Regions from separate parts of the Mus musculus genome. Here region 2 is linked to region 1. Evidence: chromatin contacts called from public Hi-C data. All regions are on one chromosome and are shown on one strand. Each heading gives the region's core, a stretch centred on a gene start, on an enhancer-like site or on the middle of the called end of the contact. The rest is flanking DNA. Distances are from core to core; before and after follow the strand shown. Region 1 has its middle 110 kb from the start of Gm26512. Region 2 overlaps Cep128 (centrosomal protein 128).

Region 1 (6,350 bases), core at 2,768-5,267:
TTTTTTTTTTTTTTACTGGTTATCTTTAGATTTTCCACTTAAATTTTCCTAAAACTAGATACAATCTATACTTTTTGTTTTGGTTTTAAGAGAAGATCAAAGAAACTTTAAAGATAATTTATATAGGCATGTTGTTAAAATTTTGTTATTTTTGATTATAATTTAATTTATATGTATAATTGACTTCAGCCAGGGAAGCAGGTAGGCTAGCTGAAGATTTCACCTCTTCCTGCTGACCTCTGAATCCAATGGCCCTAGTCTTATCCCCAGCTCTGTAGCAGACCACTTGATGCAGAGCCTTGCCCCATGCCATATATCCAGTGGATCACATATGTCTTCCTTTCCAAACATCCCCTACATTGCTATATTCCAACCTCCACTCGTGGAAGGCATTCCTGGTAACATGTAGGCCACTCCTGCCAGGAAAGCAGGTAGGCAAACTGCAGCTCTTCACCTATCACTACTCTTCTTAATATCCAATTGCCCAGTCTTATCCCCGACTCTTTGGCAGAACACCTGCTATGGCTTCCCGTCTTCACCCCTCCATCTCCAGTGTATCACACAGATCTTCCCTTCAACCTTTCTTCTCCAAACTTATCCACTTTCTCCCAGTCTCCAAATACAGCAACAAGTCCCTAGTAACTCACAAGGAAAGGCTACTGAAATTGGGGAGCTCTTGAGGGAGGGGTTAAGTAAAATCCTAGTACAGTAGAAACTACTTGAAACCTATGAAGGTGACCCTAACGAGGACTCCAAGTATTGAAGGATACAGAGCCTTAACCAACCATCTTATGTAATCAGACATGGCTTCTAATATTAGGACTGGCACACTAACCCATCTACAAAATATTCAACCTCCCACCTGTCGTGCTTGAAAGATGTGCGGGGAGGATAGGGGAATGGGACCAGAGGAACTGGAGTTGAGGGAGAAGAAGCTGTGATGATGAGAGAAAAATACAAAATGTTCAGCATCCTTCATCATTAGGGACGTGCAGAGCACTTACACCTGAGATTTCAGCTTACACCTGTCAGAATATCTGAGGTCAACAAAGGAAGGGAAAGCTCATGCTGGTGAGGATATGGAGTAAGGGTAAGGCTCACCCATTGCTAGCAGAGGTGCAAACCTGTACAACCACTATGGAAATCGGTGTGGTCATCCTAAGGATGTTGGGAATTGATTCACTTCAAGCTCCAGCTCTACCCCTCTTGGGTATATAGTCACAGATCACTCTATCCTCCTACTTGTTGAGTCATGTTCATTTGCTGATCTATTCATAATAGCCAGAAATTAGAAAAAGCCTAGATGTCTGTCAGTGGATGAAATGGTTTTTAAAATGTGGTGAATTTCTACAATGGAATATGGTATGTATTAGCTTGTATGTGGTTATTAATTGTTAAGTCAATGATAACCAAGCTACAAGTTGTAGAACCGTAGATACTAGGTATAGTATAAGGGACTGAGGTTTAGGGATTGTGAGTTGATAGATCTCCCTATGAAATGTAAATAGAATAGATATTTATAAATGCATGTCAGGGAAGGGTACTGAAATGGGATGATCAAGTGGAGAGGAGTTAGGGAGAGGGGACAATGGAATGAATACAAAGGGAGACAGCTAAAATTAAGGGACAGTTGAGTGTAGTATAGAAATCTAAACAATAGAAACTTCCTAAAATAGATACATATATGAAATCAATCTACATAAAATCAATAAATAATGGGGGAGGCAGATCCCCAGCTGGTCATCCCTGTCACCAATGAAACTTCTAGTACCAGGATTGGATTACAAGTAATTGGTTGGCCAAAGGGGTCTCATGGGAATCCCCAAACATCCCAAAGTCTATAGGATGCTTTTTATGAATTGAACACACTGCTTTGTTGCTGAAGACAATACCTACACATCTCGTTAAACATGAACATGTTTAGCTGGTGCTCACATAGAGCCTTTACTTCTGTATGGTAGTGTCTTTGAACTACCAGAGGAGAAATGTAAACACCAAGCCAGCCACAAATCCTTTGAACTTCAATGGTGTACTCCCTGCAACTTATTCTAGTACAATGATGGCACAAAGCCTGTGAGAGCAACCAACCAATATCTGATTTGATTTAAGGCCCACACCACAGATGGAACCCATACTCCCCGCTGTTTGGGCAACCAAAAATCAGAGAATAGATAGTCCAGGAACCAAGGGTAAAAGTAAATACGACTGTCTAAAGGGGAAAAAGCAATAAAAATCAATCCTAATGACATACTATGCTCCTACATTACTGCCTTGCTCAGCAATCACCAGAGAAGCTTCCTTCTGCAGTAGGTGGGAATGCATAAGAGACCTACAGCCAGACAATAAGCAGAGTATGACACCTTAGAACACTCAGCACTGAATGGAATGTCTCTAAGGGCTCAGGGAACCTGCTGGAAGAGGAGGCAGACAGAGCAAAAGAACCAGAGAAGAAAACAAGGTTCTCTAAACCAACAGGATCAGTGCACACAGGAACACAGAGACAGATGCCTCAGGCACTGGGCCTGCATGGATCTACACCTGTTGGGTTCACAGAGTTAATAAAAGGAGAAATGGACACATAGCCCCATTCCTAACCAAGAAGCTATCTACAATTGATAGGAATTTGTAAATGAAATTTAGTGTCTTCCAAGGGAGTCTCACTTGGCTGCATGCCCAGCAGTAGACAGCCAAGAAAAAATGAAGTCAAAGATATCTTTGGAAGGTTCTTGTCTCTTAATGTCATATCTCAGCTCTTCCTTTTTAAAAAAGTATTATTAATTATTATTTTTTTCTCTTTTTTTAACCCTACAGCTTCCTTGCTTATATATCCTGGCTTCCAGTTTAGTGTTTATATGGGAATCTTGAGTGAGTAGCTTTCTGTTTCTTGTATCTTCTCTTGGATTCTATTTCTTCTGTTTTGTTTTTTGTATTTGTTTTTTTTTTTGTCAAATTCCAATGTGTTGGAATATATATATTATATATTATTATTGTATCACAGAAGCCTGTGCTTTCTTATGAGAGACAGAAATGGGGTCGATCCAGATGGAATGTGAGGTGAAGAAAACCTGAGTGGTGTGAGGGAAGGGAAACTATAATCATGATACATTATAAGAGAAAAAAATCTATTTTATATAAAAGGAAAAAAGATGAAAAAATTTTATGCACACTTTGGTACAAGATAATTAATATCAAATTTCGTATGATCTCAAAATGCCATGTGACTTCATTGTTTTTATACTCTGAAAATGGGAATTGTGGTCAGTGATTTCCAAAGCTCTACTAATTTTCTGACTTCTAGAATTAACAGTATGAAATCCCCACCCTCCCCTCTCTCTTTCACACACACACACACATACACACATATTAAAATTTCTTAGAGTTGGAAGAGAACTACTGATCTAGATAAAATTTAAGGACTGAACAATATCAATGATTCCTAATATGCGCTACAAGCTTCCAAAGATTGAGGACAGAGATTCTTTGTCCTATACAGTTTGCTCCATCTCAGAGGAGCATCTCATCTGTCTTTTCTCCATGTTCTCAGCATGGAGGGGTGACAAGAAGAGAGCTGTGATATCATCGGGCTCTTTGCAGAGTGGATTTCATCTTCATTTCTTCCTCTTCCCATTAGGGCACCCACTCCTGTGGAAGCCAGTTCTTTTCTGTGCCCACTAAACTCGAATCAATTCTAGATATATATATATATATATTTTTTACATCTCACCCCCCCAAACAATTCTCCCCAGAACAATTTATATTTTTCGTATTGCTTCTGATAAAATCTGACTAATTTCTATGTGTATAATAACAAATGGGGTTGTCTGCCTCATTTACACTTCACTGCAGTTTCATCTCTGGTTTTATAAGGCCCCAAGTGGTAGCTTCCTGTGTTTTACCGTACAGCTGCCCATTTCCAAATGATCAGAAAGATGGCCTTCCAGGATTGAGTCTAATGGGGGTAATAGAAGATCACAAGGCCAGAGTTAGTACCAACAATCTTTCTTTTTAGATCTACATAGGTTTGGCTGCCTGCAGCAGACAGAAGGTGAACCTGGTCAGAGTCCAGCTGATCAAAGCCAGCAGATCTGTTTCATGCATGCAATCATTTTAATGCTATTAAAATTGGCAGGAAGGAGTTTGCTATTGCAAGCCTTTTGTATATTAGATCTGGTATTATTCACTGCCACTTGCTAACACACGTGGAATAAATTCCATGTGGCCAGAGAGATTCTCAGAGCCAGAAAGCTCTATCAATTTAAAAAAGAGGTAAGTGGCACCTAAAATGGTATGCTATGAAGCCTTCAGGGGGGCATGTTGTTTCAGAACATGATAAACTTTGAAACAGTTCTTCTTCTCAATCTCAAGTTACTTTTCTGTAAAAAAAATAAAATTAAATTAAAAAGAGTTGATAATATGTGAAAAAATGAATAGAATCAAGACCCATTTATATGATGTGTTATTTCTTACACACACACACACACACACACAAAACACACTATGAATATCATTTTTGACTTATCAACACAAAATAGCATGGGTTTCTTTTTTCCTCTTTACAGTCTGACAGGTAGGAGCTTCATTCCACTGTAGCTCTTATGAACCTCAGCATACTACCTCCTCCTTTTAAATTGAAAATCGCTTCTTCTTCTGACCACAGTTTCTCTTCCCTGACTCCTCTCAGCACCCACCATCCAGTTTCCTTTTCTCATGATCCACTCTCCCTCCAATTCTTCAGAAAAGAGCAGGCCTTCAAGAAGAGCTAACAGCCAAACAGTACGAAACAAGATACAATAAGACAAGACAAAAGGCCTTTATATAGAGTCTGGACACAACTAACTTATAGGAGAAAAGTCTTAAGCACTACAAAAGAGGTAGAGACAGACCTGTTTCTATTGTTCGAAGTCCCACACAAACACCAAGCTATCAGTCATAATTTATAAAGAAAGGATTGTTTTTCTTCTTCACAATCTCATAGGTAACATTTCATTCCACCGTAGACCTTATCAGCCTCAGCACAGTTTTTAAAAATTGAAAATAGATTCTTCTTTCATAATGCATCTTGACAACAGTTTCCCCTCCCTCCACCCCTCCCAGTACCCCCCCCCCACTTCCTTCTCCCCCAGAGCCACTCCCCTTGCAGGCCCATGCTTGCTGCTTTAGTCTCTGTGAGTTCATTTGAGCCTCAGGGGTCCATGTTCTTCTGGTGTCTTACATCCCCTCTGTCGTACAAGTTTCCCTCTCCCTTTTCACGGGATTTCCCAGTCTCTGGGAGGAGACGCTTGATAGATCCCTCCATTAAACGCTCTCTCCTCATAATGTCTGACTGTGGGCCTCTACCCCCACTCCCACCTACTGCCATAGGAAGCCTCTCAGATGACGATTAGACAAGGCACCAAGTACAGCAGAATATCATTAGGACTAATTTCATTGAGTTGTTTCCCCAGTGGTGTGGTTCTGCCCTAGGTCTTTGAGCTATCCAGTCTCTGGATCCTGGCCATCAGTCAATATAGGGCATGATTTCCCTCTCAAGCCTGGGCCTCAAGTTAAAGCAAACATTAGTTGGCTGCTCTCACAAGTTCTGTGCCGCCATTGCTCTAGCACATCTTTCATGAAGGACAGATGATAGGTTGAGGGTTTTGTGGCTGAGTTGGCATCTAGGTTGCTCTTTCCATTGCCTGTAGAGTACACTCTTGTGCCACAGTCCAGAATGTAGGGCTGAAGGCTCTAAGTAGGCACAAGCTCAACCTCTTTACATTCAATGAGCTGTGTGGATGAAGCATGCATACCTTTTCAATTATGGGAAGCACTCTGGGACTCCCATTGACAGTTTTGAGTTGCTGTCCTCACTGCCATTGTGTTTTGGTCCCCCGGCTGCAGCTGGGCAGTATGGGTAGCATTGGGGAACAGAGGAAGGGTTGGTTTCTGTTCTGTTTCAGATAGAACAGAACTGAGCAGGATCATGTGAAGTGTCATCACCCTATAGAAAAAAGTGTGCAACTTATTGTGTGTGTTTGAAATTCTCTATTTGAAATCTTTGAATTGCAAGTGAAAGCACAGAAATAAAAGTCACAGATAAGAGGAACCTGAGCTGCATAGCCTAAGGCGTGATGGACATTTAAGTACAATTTGTATTCCTTGAGTAATTGTTTTATAGATTTGCACTGAAGCTTGATGTAAGAAAGCTTTTGGCACTCAAAATCCATTTTTCTGATATAATAGACAGCCATTTATATATTTCTTAAGATTATGGAACCTTGCAGTTAAGAAGGGAGCCCATCTAACTTGCAGATGGAGAGCAAGATTCAGTACTTTCAGAAATCAGTAACCAACTTAGCCACCAGTGACATTTA
Region 2 (6,350 bases), core at 1,768-4,267, 430 kb before region 1:
AACACTCCATGGGAAACAAACTAATTCTTCTCTTGCAAGCGATTATTATCAGTTGCATATAGCTTCTCTGTGCATGCGGCCACCATCTCAGAGTTACTATGTGTCTCAGTCTTGTTGTGTCCAGAAGACCTTGTTCCTTGGTGTCCTCTGTCCCCTCTGGCTCTTACAATCTTCCTCTTCCACAGGGATCCCTGAGCCCCAAGGGGAGGGGTTTGGTGGAGACATCCCATTTAAGACTGAGTGTTCCAAGATATCTCACTCTCTGCACGTTGCTAGTTGTGAGTTTTCATATGTTTCCTTGGTATCCAAATGAGTTGCCTTTGGAGTTTTCAGGAACCTGGGCTCCTTGATCAGCTACATCAACTGTTAGCAACTTATATATTCCTGAGAAAGAGCTAAGCTTCATGAGAGCTTCCCTACTTCATGACAAGGTGTTGATGGGCCCAATCTTTTTGTTTGTTTGTTTGTTGTTTGTTTTTTTAGGACCTCTGCTTGCTCTAGTCTGCCCCGCTCACTCTTGTCACCTCTGCTCATTCAGTCCCTTCTCACTCAAGCCCAAAGATTTATTTATTATTATACATAAGTACACTGTAGCTGACTTCAGAAGAGGGCATCAGATCTCATTACAGGTGGTTGTGAACCACTGTGTGGTTGCTAGGATTTGAACTCAGGACCTTTGGAAGAGCAGTCAGTGCTCTTACACACTGAGCCATCTCACCAATCTTGTCCAGACCTTGTACTGTTAATTACAGCTGCTATGACTTCCTATCATTCCTGAAAGACATCATTCCATACCTCTGATCTCTTCTTCTTTCATATCTTGCATTCTTCCTGCCTTCTCTTCCATAATGTTCCCTGAGCCCTGTGGAGAAGGATATTGAAGCCCCATGTTTGGCTGCACATTGAGTAGTCTTCTATCAGTTATATCTTTCTGTAGTCACTGCTGGCCACTGCAACAAGAAACTTCTTTACCAATACGTGAACACAGTTATCAGAAGGCAATGTGACAGCCATATCATGTCCATGTGGAGAACAGCAGCAGCAGTTTGCACACTAGGGCTTATGACCTCCCCATGAGAGTTTGACCAGATTTACAGTTGAATGCCCCTGTGAAGAAGTCCTCAAATCTAGTGAGAAAGCAGTTGGTTACCCTCATAACAGATGCAGCAGTCTTGTATCTATAAGCTCATCTTCTGCATCCATTTGGTATTGTTGCACACAGGTCATCCAGCCGAGCAAGACTCTCAAAAGTCTAAATAGCTCCATATGGAGCACTGTAGGGGCTGCCTCCTAGGGGGGAAACTTTCACACCAAATGTCACTGTGTCCTGAAATCAAGCCTTGCCTAGTTCCGGTAGGCAGTCAACTGCAGCAAAAATTGCCTGCATTGTTTCTCGGCTTCAAGGCCAACAACAGGTAAGATTTCCTTTGATAACTGCTGACTTCTGGGCATAGCTCTAGCTACCTTCACACACCATCTCCAATGTTTAGGTCATCATAGAGAGCTTTTGTTGTCACTCCCTGCTTTTTTTTTCCCAGAATAATTTTCATTTTTAAGCAAGTATAAAACTACACATTACTCAGTGACTCAGCTGATACAAGGTTTGATGCATACGCATAAGCGTCGAGGTGTGCTCTCCTGTACCTGTGAGAACCAATAGCTGACATAGGAAGGGAGGTGGCAAATGGGAAGAGTCCTGGGCATTTCTGTCCAGGCTGTCTAACATCTACTTCCAGGTTCCATGAGAAATTACTTTAAAAAATAAGGGTGGGGTAATTTGAAGATAGCTGGTGTTGCTTTGTGGCTTCACATGTGTGACACACACACACACACACACACACACACACGAATGCTTACAGAGTGTGCACTCACAGTAACATGTACACAGATACTGATACTGAGAAGAAATTCTACTATTGTGGAAACACAACTCTTTGCAATTGCCTGGACTTATCTAAATAATGCTAAAAACCTCTGTATGCGTGTGTGTTGGGGACCTAAATAGTTTAAATAATTACCTTAGAAAGCAATTAAATTTTTGAAAAACCATTGACTGAAAGTAGATTTGCAATTATGAGTTGGCTTAGCATTCAGCCTGTTTCTTGAATACTTAAAACCATCTAATCTATCTTGTTTTTAGATATATAGTTATGAGCTTTAACCTGAAGCTATTCAAAACCATAAACCCCATTGACATCTTGAGAAATATTATTTCTAAAACACCTGTGGCCTTTTAAGCAATTCTGTAAAGACCTTGCTGCTGTTATTAGTGGTACATACTTGAACTACACATATACAAGAGACCTTGAATGTTGGTGTTCAGTCTGTGTTTATACCAGATTCACAGGGTGTGGTTTATGTCCTTTGGGAAGTTATAACATACTGCCACATATGTGTACTCCTCCCTAAAGGTAGCCAGTTGCCAGTTGGTACAGTTTTCTTTCTCTACTCCCCTAAATCATAAAGTAATTATTCATCATGGACGACATTTGTGCAGAACCCCATAGGTTCAGTGGTTGAAGAGCAGGCATCCTTTGTTAACAAAGTGAATTGTGCCCTGGATGCTTGGGAATATATAGTCACCAATGAGTGAATGTTCTTACTCAGTGCCCCTGCTGTGCCCAGGAAACACAGGCCTGAGTATGTGAATCTGAATCAGGCCAGATCACTACTTGTTCCTTATTTCAGGGCCTCCCTTCAGGATTTACAAGGACCCTGCAGCTAAGAGAAAGTTGCCTTTATCTCTTTACAAAGGCCAAAATTGCTGTTTCAAACCCCAAGATGAAGCCATGTTCATTTTTGGTTTTGCCAGGACTATGAGCTTCTCATTGAAGTTGCCTGAGAGGTTCCGTCCAATTGGCTTTTTACCAAATAAAACGCAGTGTGCTCTGTAAGCTTTTGACCCAGAATCAGGTGAAGCTCAGCAGCCTTGGCCGAGCTGCATTGTAAAATTGTGGATTGGTTTGGACTTGACACTTCCTGGGAACCCATTCAAACTGAAACCGGAAAAAGGTTTTGCACAAATCCTGTCCCAGCCTGTCCTGCCAAGGTTCTCACTGCTCCCGCGCTGCTCCACCTTCTGTGCATTCGCATTGAGGGCAGACGGAAATATCTCATGAATCTCTCATGAGGGACCTGGAGGGAAACAATCTAGACATTCTTCTTCGCCCACCTTCTCCCCAAACACAGGAGCCGGGTTCTCGATGTATTAGTATTAAAGCATTTGTCTTTCCCAATAATGGGGTCAACTCCAAAGGGTTAAGCCTCCAGAAGAAGACCACTTACCGTCAAGTACAGCAACATTGCTGGAGCAAGCAGCCCTGTTTATAGTCACACCGATGGCAAGAGGTGATGGTCAAGCCAAAAATATAACATTTCTTCCAGCTTGGGAAAAAAGAAAAAAAAAAGTTTCTTATGGCCTTGTCAGGTTTTTCATACAAGTACAGAGTTGGGGATATGTCATTGAGATACTGCATAGAGAGTGAGGCTTCCCCAGCAAGGAAGGTCGTAGCTGTGTGGAACTGCACTGTGTTTGCAGGTCAGACTGCAGCCTCCCTTCGGATGTTGATGCAGAATTATGCTGCTTGAGGAAATGCCTTGCTTGTGTGTTCTAGTCCAGGGCTGCACACTATCAGTAATGAACTGTATCCTCTGGGTCAAACATGCTTTCTTCCTAGTGTGAAAATAGCAGAAATAGACTTTATAAAGCAAAGTACTAGTATCTTTCTGAAAAACGTAACATGCGTAAGAAATGCCTTCTGTCTTTAAAAGAACATATCTTGGTAAACTTGCAATGTGAGAGATGTGAGCTATTTACTTTAGATCGTAAATCAGCCAGAAAAAAAAAAATATGGCATTACACTTTCAATATGTCATATGTAGGAGTAGTATATCTTATATACTTTTAAATAGGTTCTTAAAAAACTGATTTAGGGCATTTTTATCTAGTGTATGTATTTAAATAAATTACAAGTTTCAGGTGATAATTGCCTTTTTTTCAGTAATGGGTACATATTTGTAAGAATAATACTTGACTAATTGTGAGAATATCTAGGTTCTAGTCATGTTGTCATGACACCTAGGTACGTGATCCTGGGTGAGTTATTAATATTCTCTTTGTGTCATGTGTACTTGGTTTTTGTAATGATTGGGGTGGAGTCAGTAACATTATAGAAGCCCCTTACTCCTATTAGCTAAGTCTAGTACAGCAGGAGTTACATGGTAGGTCTCTGAAATGTCCACCCTGTTAGAATCTGTTGGTTTAATCAGGAAATAATGTGTACTGGATTCTTTCCAAATCCTTACTATGTTCTACCTGCTACATAGGTCATTTGAAGCAGCAACAGCTGACTAGTTTCTTGGCCAGAGACCTCATACTTTTGAAAATGTTCAAACTGGATTGAGTCTTAACTGTCCTTCTGACACATCCTTGGTTTGTACTGGGGTCGTTTGTAGGCCAGAAAACTAATGACTTCCTGAGCAAGGCAAAACCTGGAGTTGTGTCCTAATTAGTGACAATGTTCTTTCCATTCTGCATTCTCTGCTGTGGCTGGTGAGGGTAGATACATTCAGGTGAGGGAACTCTTTAGGTTGTCTTATGACTCACGCAAAGAGAAAGGAAGAATGTTGGTCACTCGTTTCTCCAGAGCTATTGGAAAGAATAGAGAGATATGGGGCTGGCTTCCATATTCAGGGTGTGCCCTAAACTTATTGGTAAACAGAGTTCCACAAAGTGGCTTTGATCTGCATTTGCTTCTTGCTTGTAAATGTTGACACGCCCCTAGACTTCAGTCCCAGTTCTGTCATGAGCTTGTTCTGTTGTATTAAACACCTCAGTTGATCTTTTTTTATTTCATGCATCTACATAACTGCTCTAATACCACTTTCACAAGTGTTCAGAAACTTTGTCTTGGGCTTTTAATAAACTTTGATCTCAGATGAAAGGCTGTAGACAGTATAAATTGTTACTATTAGCATTATTAATATAAATACCCTAGATGTCCTCATGTTAATTATTTAACATTCATGGACGATTTCAACCTATCATTACCCCTAACTGTATTATATTTGAACATCAAACAGTAAAAGCCAAACTATTAAAGTGGCCCTTCCATCATTATCCTCCTGGGTGCTCTTAGTTCTTTTGCTTAACTGGCTTTCTGTGAGTGTTTTTCTGGGGCATTTCAATGATTTTTGTCTAGTAGCTCTCCCTTGTCCATGTGTCCATTATGAAGGCAAATGGAGCAAGTCCCTCCCAGGACAGCTTCATTGCTACCTGACACAAGCAAGATGATGTGTCCAGCAGGTAGACTCACTGACTGCCACATGCTTTCTATGAGGTACTCTCTTCTATTCAGAGCATATATCCTCACTCTGATTCAGAACATATTTTATCCTGTGATACCTCAATGTTCCTATTTGGAAGTTAGTTTTTCCTGCTTGTTTTGGGTGTGTAAGGAGCGCGAGGGCAATGTCAGGCAAAGTCAGGTGGGGCCCAGATATTCATAGAATGCCTGGGATTTGGTACAGGGGAGTTAGAGACTTGATTAGCAATTGTGGCTCTACACACAGCAGCTCACCCAGCCTATCCCAACCCAATCTCTGCTATCGTGCTTGTCCAGATGTCCCACAGGCTGAGATCCTAGGTGGGAAATAGTTTTCTAAATTTTAAAATGTCTGTCACCAGACACAAGAGCAGTATATGAATGGGAAAAGGTTAGCTTATTAACCTGAACAGTTCCATTCAACTCCTGGTTTTGTTACACTCAGTGTCTTGGCATTCTCTAAATCTTACCTCCAAAATTTCAGTGTTAATCGGGACTTAGTTACTTAGTTGTTTTTGTTTTTGTTTTTCTTTTAACAGAAATCCCAGTAGCCATAGTTCTGCACACCCTAGCCTTAGGTTTGGCTCCCCAGATGGTAGTAACACACCACAATGGCTTTCAGTGACTGCTTTGGGCTAGTTTCTTTCCTCTTTAATGGTTTCTCTGATTTTTATCCCTTGGAGCCTGTCATCAGCCTGCCTTCCTTCATTGTCTTCATTCTTCATTGCTGCTCCGTGAGTTTCACTCCTTCTCTGCTGAGCCCATTGTGGTTCCTCTCCTAGGGCCTGTTGACCTGCCACAATACTGCCACCAACATTCTTTGTCATACTCCACTTTTTAAAGTCTCCCATGAACCTTGAGAGCTTAATTTTTAGACTCTTACTGAAATTAAAATTAACATTTGTTTGACCAAACATGAAGAGCCAGTTTGACCAGTCCTATGATTTGTAACACTTTGGATAATATATAAACCCAGCATCTTTAGAAGCCACAGTACCCATGAAGTCCATCAGACTTCTTTAGCCC

The links. A called contact is a pair of places that touch in the nucleus more often than the background predicts.
Region 2: a contact with region 1 is called in a Hi-C map of cerebellar granule neurons, with 2.5 times the contacts expected there. The contact joins two enhancer-like sites. A contact is called at or near these places in 1 of 484 Hi-C or Micro-C datasets (cerebellar granule neurons) and 1 of 9 other capture datasets (adipose tissue).

Annotation. Positions count from the first base shown.
Region 1 is chr12:90,621,323-90,627,672 of GRCm38.p6, reverse strand. No RefSeq gene overlaps it. Among named protein-coding and RNA genes, the nearest start is that of Gm26512, 110 kb to the left of the region's middle. Within about 2 kb of position 4,017, at least 3 of the 459 cell types and tissues checked have an H3K27ac peak or open chromatin away from gene starts, as enhancers often do. A contact at or near this core is called in cerebellar granule neurons, where this site is marked.
Region 2 is chr12:91,047,403-91,053,752 of GRCm38.p6, reverse strand. All of the region lies in intron 22 of Cep128 (centrosomal protein 128), which reads left to right. 5430427M07Rik (RIKEN cDNA 5430427M07 gene) reads right to left here. Exons shown (of 4, transcript NR_045858.1): 2 at 3,286-3,384; 3 at 796-862. Among named protein-coding and RNA genes, the nearest start is that of 5430427M07Rik, 4.7 kb to the right of the region's middle. Within about 2 kb of position 3,017, at least 14 of the 459 cell types and tissues checked have an H3K27ac peak or open chromatin away from gene starts, as enhancers often do. A contact at or near this core is called in cerebellar granule neurons, where this site is marked.